Linked DNA regions of Bicyclus anynana: region 2 is linked to region 1. A link is a contact called in public Hi-C data. All regions are on one chromosome and are shown on one strand. The core of a region is the stretch at or near the end of the contact, and the rest is flanking DNA. Distances in the headings are between cores, read along the strand shown.

What was found. Hi-C and Micro-C count contacts between places; a contact is called where the count stands out from the background.
Region 2: a contact with region 1 is called in a Hi-C map of whole body, with 2.2 times the contacts expected there. The contact joins two enhancer-like sites. A contact is called at or near these places in 2 of 2 Hi-C or Micro-C datasets (whole body and whole larva).

What each region holds. Positions count from the first base shown.
Region 1 is chr25:10,713,789-10,719,458 of ilBicAnyn1.1, forward strand. It overlaps LOC112047020, which reads right to left. Exons shown (of 11, transcript XM_052889402.1): 6 at 4,852-5,082; 7 at 4,017-4,786; 8 at 3,210-3,540; 9 at 2,000-2,816. Among protein-coding and RNA genes, the nearest start is that of LOC112047001, 15 kb to the left of the region's middle. Within about 2 kb of position 2,408, at least 7 of the 8 cell types and tissues checked have open chromatin away from gene starts, as enhancers often do.
Region 2 is chr25:10,853,057-10,858,726 of ilBicAnyn1.1, forward strand. It overlaps LOC112047009 (hexokinase-2-like), which reads left to right. Exons shown (of 11, transcript XM_024083902.2): 3 at 1-73; 4 at 462-573; 5 at 642-748; 6 at 1,166-1,386; 7 at 1,613-1,821; 8 at 2,315-2,452; 9 at 2,866-3,008; 10 at 3,386-3,519; 11 at 3,820-5,670. The coding sequence ends at 3,909. Among protein-coding and RNA genes, the nearest start is that of LOC112047009, 32 kb to the left of the region's middle. Within about 2 kb of position 3,440, at least 6 of the 8 cell types and tissues checked have open chromatin away from gene starts, as enhancers often do.

The DNA.
Region 1 (5,670 bases), core at 1,158-3,657:
GAAACAAACATTTTATTAATTCACACATACAGCACACTAGACTTACCACTTAGTTTTATACAAAAAAGTAAACAACACAAACATGTCAAGATATAATTTCTTCTAATAAAGATTTATTTGAAGGTTTAGGACGTTTAACAGATTTCCAATGTGACCTAACACTAAAACCAAATGCAACCCCATTTATTGAGGCATGTAGAAGGGTTCCGTTCAGTCTACAAAAACCATTGAAACAAGAGCTGGAATTTGTGGAAAAAAATGGAGTCGTACAAAGAGTTGACGAGCCAACCAAGTGGGTAAGTGCATTAGTTTTAACATCAAAAAAGAACAGTAAATTAGGTTTGTGTGTAGATCCTAGGAAACATAACCAGTCAATTTCAAGGTCTCATTTTCAATTCCCAACTTTAGATGAAATTAAATCACATCTGATTAATTATTGTGCTTAATACTTTTCAACATTAGATGGAAATAAAGGCTATTGGATGCTCAAGTTGGCGGAAGCTTCTTTAAAGCTGTGTACGTTCATTTCACCTCGTGGTAGATTAAGGTTCACCAGAGTCCCTTACGGAATAAATGCAGATCCAGAGATATTATATAAGTCAAATACATGTAGACAAATTAACTGATTGCAATGATGTATTTATTTATTTATTTATTTGTAACAAACAGTGTTTAACAAAATATGTATAAAAATACATACAGTTACAAAGAAAGTTACAATATAAAGTAGGTATAACATATATAATAACAATATAAGGTAGGTAGGTAGGTGAAAATGAAAATTAATTTTTAAAAGAAATGATAGTGAATAAAATAATATTATTAAGTTAATTACATATAAGAAAAATAGTACAAAATTTATTTAAAAATTCGCAAGTTGAATTAAAGTGAATGAGCGTGAGTGTGGGTGTGTGAGTCCGTGTGCTCGTGTGTGTGCATGAGTCTAAGAGCATGAGAAAGAGAATGGACGTGTGTGTAGATAAATAAAAAAGATCTCAATGGGAGTAAGTCTTATTATATTTTCGAGATAGCCGTACCAAAATTGCGTTTTGGCCATAGTTGGAGTTTGATTTAGGCGCAACTAGTAAGCGAGTGTGCCGGGGCCTAACGAGAGAGCTGACAGTAAGCTAGGACAGTCAATACGGCCAATCAAGATAGCTTGCCACAGAAGAATGTCAATCTGATTTCTTCTTTGCTCCAGGGTGTCTATTTTATAGTGCGCACAAGCTTCTTCATAATTGTTAAATCGCCTGTAGTCTTTGAACGCAAGATATCTGAGAAATTGTCTTTGAACTGACTCCAGCCTTTAGAGTGTATAATATAATAGGGAGACCAAATATTACACGAATATTCAAGAAGACTTCTAACGTAGGCAAAGTACAATGTTTTTATGCATTCTATGTTATCGAAACTACGAGTGACGCGTTTGATAAATCCTAGTTATGTGATGACATTTTTTGGTATTGACAATTATTCTATTCCTAACATAGTACTCAGTCAAAGCATTCAGGTCTTCTTGTAGTTTTAGACAATCATCAAGAGAGCGTATTTTAAGAAATACTTTTTTGTCATCAGCAAACATTAAAAACTTGGAGTACCTAAAACAACTGCCAATATCAAAGAGGTATGCATTGTACAAGAGTGGCCCCAGGATTGATCCCTGAGGTACCCCAGAAGAAATACCAACAAAGTCACTTCTGGCACTTCCCATTACTACAGCCTGCATTCGATTTTTGATATATGACGTTACCCATCGCAGCAAATTACCGTTTATTCCCAGGACGCTAAGTTTATGTATTAGGATTACGTGATCTACACGGTCGAAGGCTTTTTCGAAGTCCGTGTAGATCACATCCACCTGACATCTCTCATCCATACTCCGTACATACATAGTCAGCGATAGACTATGTGCGAATTCCTGTCGGTTAATTACGAGAGCCTGCACCGGAAAACGCACTGTTGGTCGACCCCCCACTAGATGTATAACGCAATGGATCACCTTGGTCCTGCGCGTAGTGGTCGGCGTAGCGCAGGCGCTCGGCGTCGGCGAACAGGCCCGCGCCGAACGCGCCCGGCGCCGCGCCCGCCGGCGACAGCTCGGCGCTGGGCTGGCTCTGCTTGGCGTAGTCCGACAGCGACGAGTTGCTGTTGCTGCCCGGGTGCATGTCCGTGCTGCCCATGGGGCTGTGGTCGTCGCGCGGCGGCTCGAAGTCCAGCGCCGCCATGCCGGGCGACACGGGCCCCGGCGACGAGATGGCGGCGCCGATGTCGCCGGACAGCTCGGCGCCGAAGCCGGCCGCGGCGCCCGCGAAGTGGTCGTAGGCGGGCGGCGCGGGCGCGGGCGACGAGTGCTGGCTGTAGGGCGTGTGCGAGGGCGAGGGCGTGTAGGAGGCGGGCGACGCGCCGGGCGGGAAGCGCGGCTGCGGCTGCGCCGCGGGGCTGGGCTGCTGGCGGTAGGCGGCCGGGCTGCTGGCGTACAGCGGCGAGCGCGTGAAGGCGCGCGCGCCGGGCGAGCCGTAGCCGGCGCGCGGCGGGCTGGGCGCGCTGAAGGGCGCGGGGCTGGGCGGGAACTGCGGCTGCGGCGTGGCGGCGGGCCGCTGCGGGCCGGGCGAGTAGGGCTGCGAGCGCGGCGACGCGTAGTGGCGCGGGGAGGCGTAGCCGGGCGAGGGGTAGCCGCGCGCCAGCAGCCCGCCCTCCAGCTCCAGCGCGCCGCCGTAGTACGGCTCGTCGTGCGCCGCGCCGTACAGCGCGCCGGGGAACTCGCCGTGCAGGAACTGCTCGTGCGCGCCCAGCCCGCCCTGCAGCATCGCGTTCGGCTGCCCGCGTTCGACATTTTACATTTTGGAAGCAGTGTGCAATATCATATACGAATACCATTAATGAAAATGTAGAATAATGGTCTCAACAACGAACCCTAGGGGACTCCTGAAGGGGCCTTAAGTATGAGATGTAAAGCTCTTAACGACTATGTGCGAATTGCTGTTGGTTAATTACGAGAGCCTGCACCGGAAAACGCTGTGTTGGTCGACCCCCACTAAGTGGACGGATTACATCGAGCGAGTTGTAGGGAGCAGCCGATTGCTGGCGACTCGAGACCGTTTTGTCGAGATGGCCATATGAGGGTAACTATCCGCCAAGGCCAAAGGAATACAATTTTGCAAATAGATCATGTTGTCGAATGCCTTTAAGGAATCTGTCGCGCCACTCACCTGTTGTTGCTGTTGCTGTTGTTGTTGCTGTTGCTGCTGCTGCTGCTGTTGCTGTTGCTGCTGCTGCTGCAACAGGAACTGCTGCTCCTCGGGCCGGATTTTCTTGGGCCGCCCTCTCTTCTTCTTCGGCGGGTTCTCCCCGTTGGGGTCGATGCTGGGCGGCTGGCGAGGGGCGCGCGGCGCGCGGGGCGTGGGCGGCGCCACCTCCCCGTTCTCCAGCTTGACCTTCTTGGGGCGGCCGCGCTTCTTCTTGAGCGGCACCTCCGTGCCGTCCTCCAGAATGATGGTGTCCCCCGGCTCTGGCTCCATCGTCAGCCTGTAAGCAGACTCCCTTTGGTACAGTATTTTTAATCTGTCGTTCACGAGTTATGAGTGACGGGCGGCGCGAGCGACGCTTTGTCTGTTTGCGCATCTGGTTCCGTCACTCGCGGGCGAAACTACGTTCTCGCAGCAGCTTCACCGAGCAGTTTGTGCGGACACAGGAGATCAGCTAGATGCGAGTCGAGGACTACTTGCAGAAGGATGCGAGACGCAATGTCTCTCTGAGAACGGCTCTCGTGACACGAACCTCAGTTTCGAGGGAACAAGAAACAATAAGCTTTGTGGGCTGAGTGAGATCAGTCCTGATGCTCCCTCGTCCGTGGTTGGAATTGCAATTTGAGTGACATAGGAAATTAGACTTTTAGGAAATAGGAAATTAGAATCTTTATAAACACGAGCTCCGCCTCGTTCACGTGCGGCAGCAGCCCGTCGAGGTGGTCGCGGAACTGGTCGAGGATGGGGGCGGATGGCAGCGGCGGGGTGTACCTGCGGATCTCCATCTCCTCGTGCGGGCGGCGGCCCGTGGTGTCGGGGAACACGAGCTCCGCCTCGTCCACGTGCGGCAGCAGCCCGTCGAGGTGGTCGCGGAACTGGTCGAGGGTGGGGGCGGATGGCAGCGGCGGGGTGTACCTGCGGATCTCCATCTCCTCGTGCGGGCGGCGGCCCGTGGTGTCGGAGAACACGAGCTCCGCCTCGTCCACGTGCGGCAGCAGCCCGTCGAGGTGGTCGCGGAACTGGTCGAGGGTGGGGGCGGATGGCAGCGGCGGGGTGTACCTGCGGATCTCCATCTCCTCGTGCGGGCGGCGGCCCGTGGTGTCGGGGAACACGAGCTCCGCCTCGTCCAAGTGCGGCAGCAGCCCGTCGAGGTGGTCGCGGAACTGGTCGAGGGTGGGGGCGGATGGCAGCGGCGGGGTGTACCTGCGGATCTCCATCTCCTCGTGCGGGCGGCGGCCCGTGGTGTCGGGAAACACGAGCTCCGCCTCGTCCACGTGCGGCAGCAGCCCGTCGAGGTGGTCGCGGAACTGGTCGAGGGTGGGGGCGGATGGCAGCGGCGGGGTGTACCTGCGGATCTCCATCTCCTCGTGCGGGCGGCGGCCCGTGGTGTCGGGGAACACGAGCTCCGCCTCGTCCACGTGCGGCAGCAGCCCGTTGAGGTAGTCGCGGAACTTCTTGAGCGCCGCGTAGAACGGCACCTTGTCCGCGGCGCGCGGCAGCTGCGCGCAGCGCGCCGACGACGACGGCATCACCCACATGTACTGCGGACACAGACAGGTTAGCACCGGCGACGGGCAGCGCAGGCGACGAGTGGGAGCGCACTCACGGTGTTGGTGCCGGCGACGGTGTCGGGCTGCTTGCCGAAGCAGAAGTCCTTCTTGCCGGAGAACACCTCGTAGATGAGCTTGCCGTTGAACACGGCCACCTTGGGGCGGAAGGTCTGCAGCTTCTCCAGCAGCACGGCCGAGCCCTCCTTGATCTCGCGCCGCGTCAGGTCGGCCGAGCCCTTGGTGGGCCGCGACACCATGTTCGTGAAGCCGATGCCGAAGTTCAGCAGCTGAAGATGGAACCGAATCGTTAGATCCGTCCGTAGTGTACGAGCAGATAGAAGAGAAAGTAATGCGTGTAATGTTACGTGCATAGATCATTGCAAAGGGGATTGAACATTTTGGGCCCAGCATGTTACAAATTAAAAAAAGAAACGTGTGCGTCTCGGAACGCTCGACCGAAATGATAACTTAAATCTGCTGCCGTATGCGTGAGAGAAGGGGGGGCCAGTTACGATACAGTGCGGTTTATCGTCACAGCGATATATGAAAAATGGTCGTCTCCTTTCCAAAACGATGACTCCAAAAATAACGCTCTAAATATACCCATTTGACTGCACTCAGTCTACGCTGATCTATTCCCGTCTCTCGTGGGCAAAAACTACATTTCACAATTCATCGGTCACGCTCTGAGATCAAAACAAGCGCCGCTGCGTCAACGTTTACAAGTCCACGACTGCGCAAATTGCTACAACACTTAATTATCTAAGATTTTATGATAATTGTCCCAAGAATCTAACATTTTCTTCATTTATCGACAATTTACCACTAGGCTTTTTTTATGTGATAATGGAATTTAAGATTAGCATCTAGCGAGC
Region 2 (5,670 bases), core at 2,190-4,689, 140 kb after region 1:
AGCGGGCTGCGGGAGCGCCCCTCCAGCCTGCAGATGGAGAACACGTACGTGCCCGAGCTGCCCGACGGCACAGGTGGGTGTGGGTGCGAGCTGTGCACAGCACAGGTGGCGAGGTGTTCCAGCGCGAGATCGAGAGCGGGCTGCGGGAGCGCTCCTCCAGCCTGCAGATGGAGAACACGTACGTGCCCGAGCTGCCCGACGGCACAGGTGGGTGTGGGTGCGAGCTGTGCACAGCACAGGTGGCGAGGTGTTCCAGCGCGAGATCGAGAGCGGGCTGCGGGAGCGCCCCTCTAGCCTGCAGATGGAGAACACGTACGTGCCCGAGCTGCCCGACGGCACAGGTGGGTGTGGGTGCGAGCTGTGCACAGCACAGGTGGCGAGGTGTTCATTAAGTATCCTTAATTGTTAATTTTATTCAAGCGAAGGTTTCACAACAATAAATGTTCGCATACGTGTTTCAGAGGAAGGCGTGTTCCTGGCGCTGGACCTGGGCGGCACCAACTTCCGCGTGCTGCTGCTGGAGCTGCGGGCCGGCCAGCTGGTGCGCGAGGACGTCAAGCACTACCACATCAGGTAGATACTACCACATCAGATCGGGTCGGTTTAGCCTCATCTCTCCTAATGATGACTTGTTGATGCAGTGACGAATTGAGACTGGGCTCCGGCGCCGATCTGTTCAACTTCCTGGCAGACTGCGTGCAGGACTTCGTGCGCGCTGAGGGCTTGGAGCACGAGGAGATGTCCCTGGGTACGTGCCACATTTACTCAATCAACTTTCATTATCACAGGGGAGACACCGTCAACGTTGACTATAATTTTCTGGAGAAGACCATAACATTGGACACAGTGCAAGGCTTCGTAGAATTCCTTCGTGACCTACAAATAGTTGGTCTGCTTATAGATGATGATTTTGGTCACATCTGCTTGATCCGTCAATTATTTCTACAAAAAACTGCAGATAGTCTGAGTTTGTTCGGTTCATCATCAACATAAATTTTCTCAAGAGGGATAAGGAGGTCGAGAGTAGGGAATGAAGAAGACGGTCCGCAGACGCTAAGAGCAAGAATCTGTTTTGCCTTTTAACCTTTTTGACCCATGTGATCGTGAGGGTTATGGAAGATGCATCAATGATTTAATCTTAAAAGCAATTTGCTTAATTTCCCAGGGTTCACTTTCTCGTTCCCGATGAAGCAGCACTCGATTTCGTCGGGCGAGCTGATCACGTGGACCAAGAGCTTCAAGTGCAGCGGCATGGCGGGCGTGGACGTGGCGGCGCTGCTGCAGCGCTGCCTGCGCGAGCGCGGCCTGCGCGTCACCGTGCAGGTGCTGCTCAACGACACCACCGGCACGCTGGTCGCCGGCGCGCACAAGGACCCCGAAGTCGCGGTACGTATCACTATTCTTGTACTACTCGAATGAATGTACTAAAGTATTTTAGTAGAAAACAGATCTTTAGAAGAATATTAAAGTTCTGCCATATTCTTACATCTGAGAAGATTGATATCTAAGAGATATAGTTATTGAAAATCGTTGCACCAATGATTTTTACTAGTATCAGTACCTGCATATGTACCGGGCAACACGATTGTGAGCCGTGAAGTGACGGTTCCAGATCGGCGTGATCCTGGGCACGGGCTCCAACGGCTGCTACATGGAGCGCGCCGAGCGCGTGCAGCACTGGGAGGCGCGCCACGCGCGGGTGCGCGACGTGGTGGTGGACATCGAGTGGGGCGCCTTCGGGGACAACGGCTGCCTCGCCTTCCTGCGCTCCGCCTTCGACTCGGAGGTGGACGACCACTCGCTGCTGCCGGCGTCCTTCACGTGAGTGGACGCAGCGTACGTCGCTAATCAGCTGATGGCCGTCTAACGCTGGACAAGGGACTTTACAATTTAGTTCGTCCATTTGCCATTCTACCACAGAACAGCGAGACGCCGCGCCGTGAACAATGGCCTCCCTTTGTTTTCAATAATAATTAAAATTGCTAAAATGTGGAATGCCCTTCCGGCGTCTGTGTTTCTAGGGACCTCCGATTTCATAGATTCAGTGCGTTTAATAACTAGCGGCTCTGCGACACTACACTTTAAATAAACGCGTAATTGTACACTGACGCACATACCGACACTGCCACAGCGAAGGGCAGCGAGCAACCGCAGTCTGCCCATTGGACATCTTATTGACATTACAGAGCCACAGAGCTTCAGTCCTAAAAGAACACAACCGAGGGAGAAATTTCCCGCGCGCCTTAGCCGGGTCAGGCCCCCTGAGATTATCTCTACTGGACTCAGAGTTGAGCAACACTGTGTCGTGTCACAGGTTCGAGAAGTACATCGGCGGCAAGTACCTGGGCGAGCTGCTGTGCGCGGCGCTGCGCGGGCTGGCGCGCGACGCGCTGTTCCCCGCGCCGCCCGCCTGGGGCGCGCTCGACTCCGCGCACCTCAGCCTGTTCGAGCAGTGAGTCTTCAGTTTACTTCTGGCACTATAGAGCTAGGCGTCCCTACTTATAGGATACTAGCGAAACTTCGCGGTTCAACCAGCGCAGATCCCATTCACGTGGGAGTACTAGGACAATATATATAGCCTATGTTACTCCCTGGCACGGTGACATTGTTTGACTCTGTAATGATCGCTATCAAAATTCTTTTAAGAAGTTCTAAACTAAATATTGCGCTATAGACTTTGATTTTTAAAAGTTCCATTATAATAAAGAAGTAGATCCTTTTACGAAGGGAAAGTGTTGAAAGAAAAACTGCGTTACCATCATCACTATAATAATATATAAGAATAACCAAACATCACGGCATTAAGTTCTCTGTTCGGTGTTGGTCTCCAACTCAACTAATATCGACATTGTCGTTGTTTGTCAGAGAGAACTTGTCGGGCGCGTGGTCGCAGACGTCGGACGCGCTGCGGACGGCGTGCGGCGCGCCGGTGTCGCGCGACGACGCGTTAGTCGCGCAGCACGTCGCGCGCATCCTGTCCAACCGCGCCGCGCAACTCGTCTCCGTCTGTGAGTGTTTGTGCTGATGCATCCTCTAATTTTTGCGGGTTTATTTTGATATAAGTACAGATTTCGATATCACAGCCTCCCCCCACTTTTCCTTTAGGTACACTATAAACAATTTTACTACTACATGCAAAGCTAAACTGTCTTGTGAAAAATCATAAAATATACATACACATGAAAATAAATATTCAACATATGAAAATAAAACGGCGCCATCTAGTTATAAAAAAGAAAAAAATAATCTGTGAATAGATGGCGCTGTTTCAATTCCATACAAATAAAGTTTCAATTGCATAAAAGTAAACTTGTTACTATTACAATCGTACGTACGCAAACACAAGGTGAGAAGCCCTCGGTGTTGACCGTGAGTGTGTCCGCAGGTATAGCCACGATCCTGCGGCGCATGGGGCGCGCGCACGCGGCGGTCGCGGTGGACGGCTCGGTGTTCAAGAAGCACCCGCGCATCCGCTCGCTCATGGACAAGTACATCGCGCTGCTCGCCCCGCACCACCGGGTGAGTGACCACCATTATACACGTGGCCAAAGTTATGGAAGGAAAATATTTCAATTTTGCACCACGACAACGCGCCATGGCATAAGGCCGTCATTTTTACTAAAACTTGTCTAATACGTCGAATTTGTTGGACAGTCAGCTGAATTTTTGTTTTTCTAAACGACTTTTTTTTGAAAAGCATCTTCATTTGTTTTTGTAGAAGAACTATAGATTTGACTAAAACTACGTAGTCGTATTGCAGACAAAATAAAACAAAACGAATGAATGAAGATAATATATAGGTTATTTTTTCTTTTCCAGTTTACTCTTCAGGGGGCAGAGGACGGCAGCGGCAAAGGCAGTGCGCTCACAGCCGCCATAGCCGCGCGCGTCGCGGCGCGGTCCCCCTAAGGACGTTGCGATTGTCGCCATAAGACGTGCCGCGACTGTCGCAACTCACCGGTCAGCGTGTCATCGCCGGTGACTCATCAGTGAATCAAAAATTGTCCATATAAGTTTCACCGACCACCGTAGTAGGTAGATACGTGAATCAAGAATGTATTTGGAGATCTTGGTAGGCAGGTCTGGAATCCCTACAATCAATTGATTGGCGCTGAGCTTTAAAATTAACTGTAAAAGTATAAAGCAAAATAAATAATCCTATTAGTCCTGTATAGCAATTATATACGAAATGCTGCTATCACAGTTCTTTTAATGTAGTAGGTAAGGTAGGAGTATTTCCTATAAATTTGGGGTTACAATCGCTACCGAAATTTAATTAAAAAAAATGTTCAACGAACTGTGTTCGGAAATTAATATTTTTGGGGTAAATATTATTTCTTTTGTAAATAGATCTTAAAATTTGTCCCCTAAACGCATCCTTATAATTATGAAGTAGCCAAGTTTTACATATTAGAAATTACAATTCAGAATGTAAATATATTTATAGGCGAGTGTTAGATGGATAGTCGGAATTATTTGAACTACTTTGTATAAAAACATGAAAAGGTTTTATTTTTTAATTAAAAAAGTATTGGCTATGCAGTTCGGCTCCTATAAGAGGACTCGTCAACACCTTGAAGTTATGGGAAATACTCCCAAGCAACCTGTATACTAAATAAAAAAAAATTTAGATCATGACGTAATGTTCAAGACTCGCTGGCACGGGTTATATTGTTCTTAAAGTTTAAGAAACATTTTGTTGTTAGAAACTTTGCGGTTAGCATTCCAGGTTTGTTGTTAAAGTTAATTTTATTGTTGTATTTATTTTTCTTAAAATGCACACAACTGAAAAGTTGGAGGTGCATGCCCGGGACCGGATTCGAACCCACACCCTCCGGAATCGGAGGCAGAGGTCATATCCACTAGGCTATCACTGCTCCATGCATGCACCTCCAACTTTTCAGTTGTGTGCATTTTAAGAAATTAAATATCACGTGTCTCAATCGGTGAAGGAAAACATCGTGAGGAAACCTGCATACCAGAGAATTATCTTCATTCTCTGCGTGTGTGAAGTCTGCCAATCCGCATTGGGCCAGCGTGGTGGACTATTGGCCTAACCCCTCTCATTCTGAGAGGAGACTCGAGCTCAGCAGTGAGCCGAATATGGGTTGATGACGACGATTTATTTTTATGATATTCTGTAAAAAGCATTTGTTAGAAAATGTGGTTTTGACATTTTTGCATTTTTATATTATGAACATCCACAATATATTTTATACTACTTATTTAGTTTTATATATAGGTGGATACATTACATTCATAAATATTATTAATAGTACAGCCACTAATTACAGTTCGTGTATTGGACAATCGTGAGATATGAGTATAAAGCAATTAATTTATTTTTGAAATATAATTAAATTTAAAAGACGGGATTCACGTTCGTAACTGTAATACATGTGGTGTTTTTGTCATTTTCAGTTCGTAGATCATATCGTGTCAATGCAGATGCAATCTGTCTGCAAATATTAAGGCTGTTCGTGTAAATGACTGAAAGCGTGTATTAATTATGATTAGAGATTAGCTAAATGTAGATATGTAGATATAAATCGTAGATAGGTATGTAGGTGTATGAGTGGACTAGTAGTGACATTCTCAATCTTCATCGCAATGAACAAAACTGAGTCGGAGAGTAACTCAATATCGCGTTATTTTTAATTTGTTGCTCAC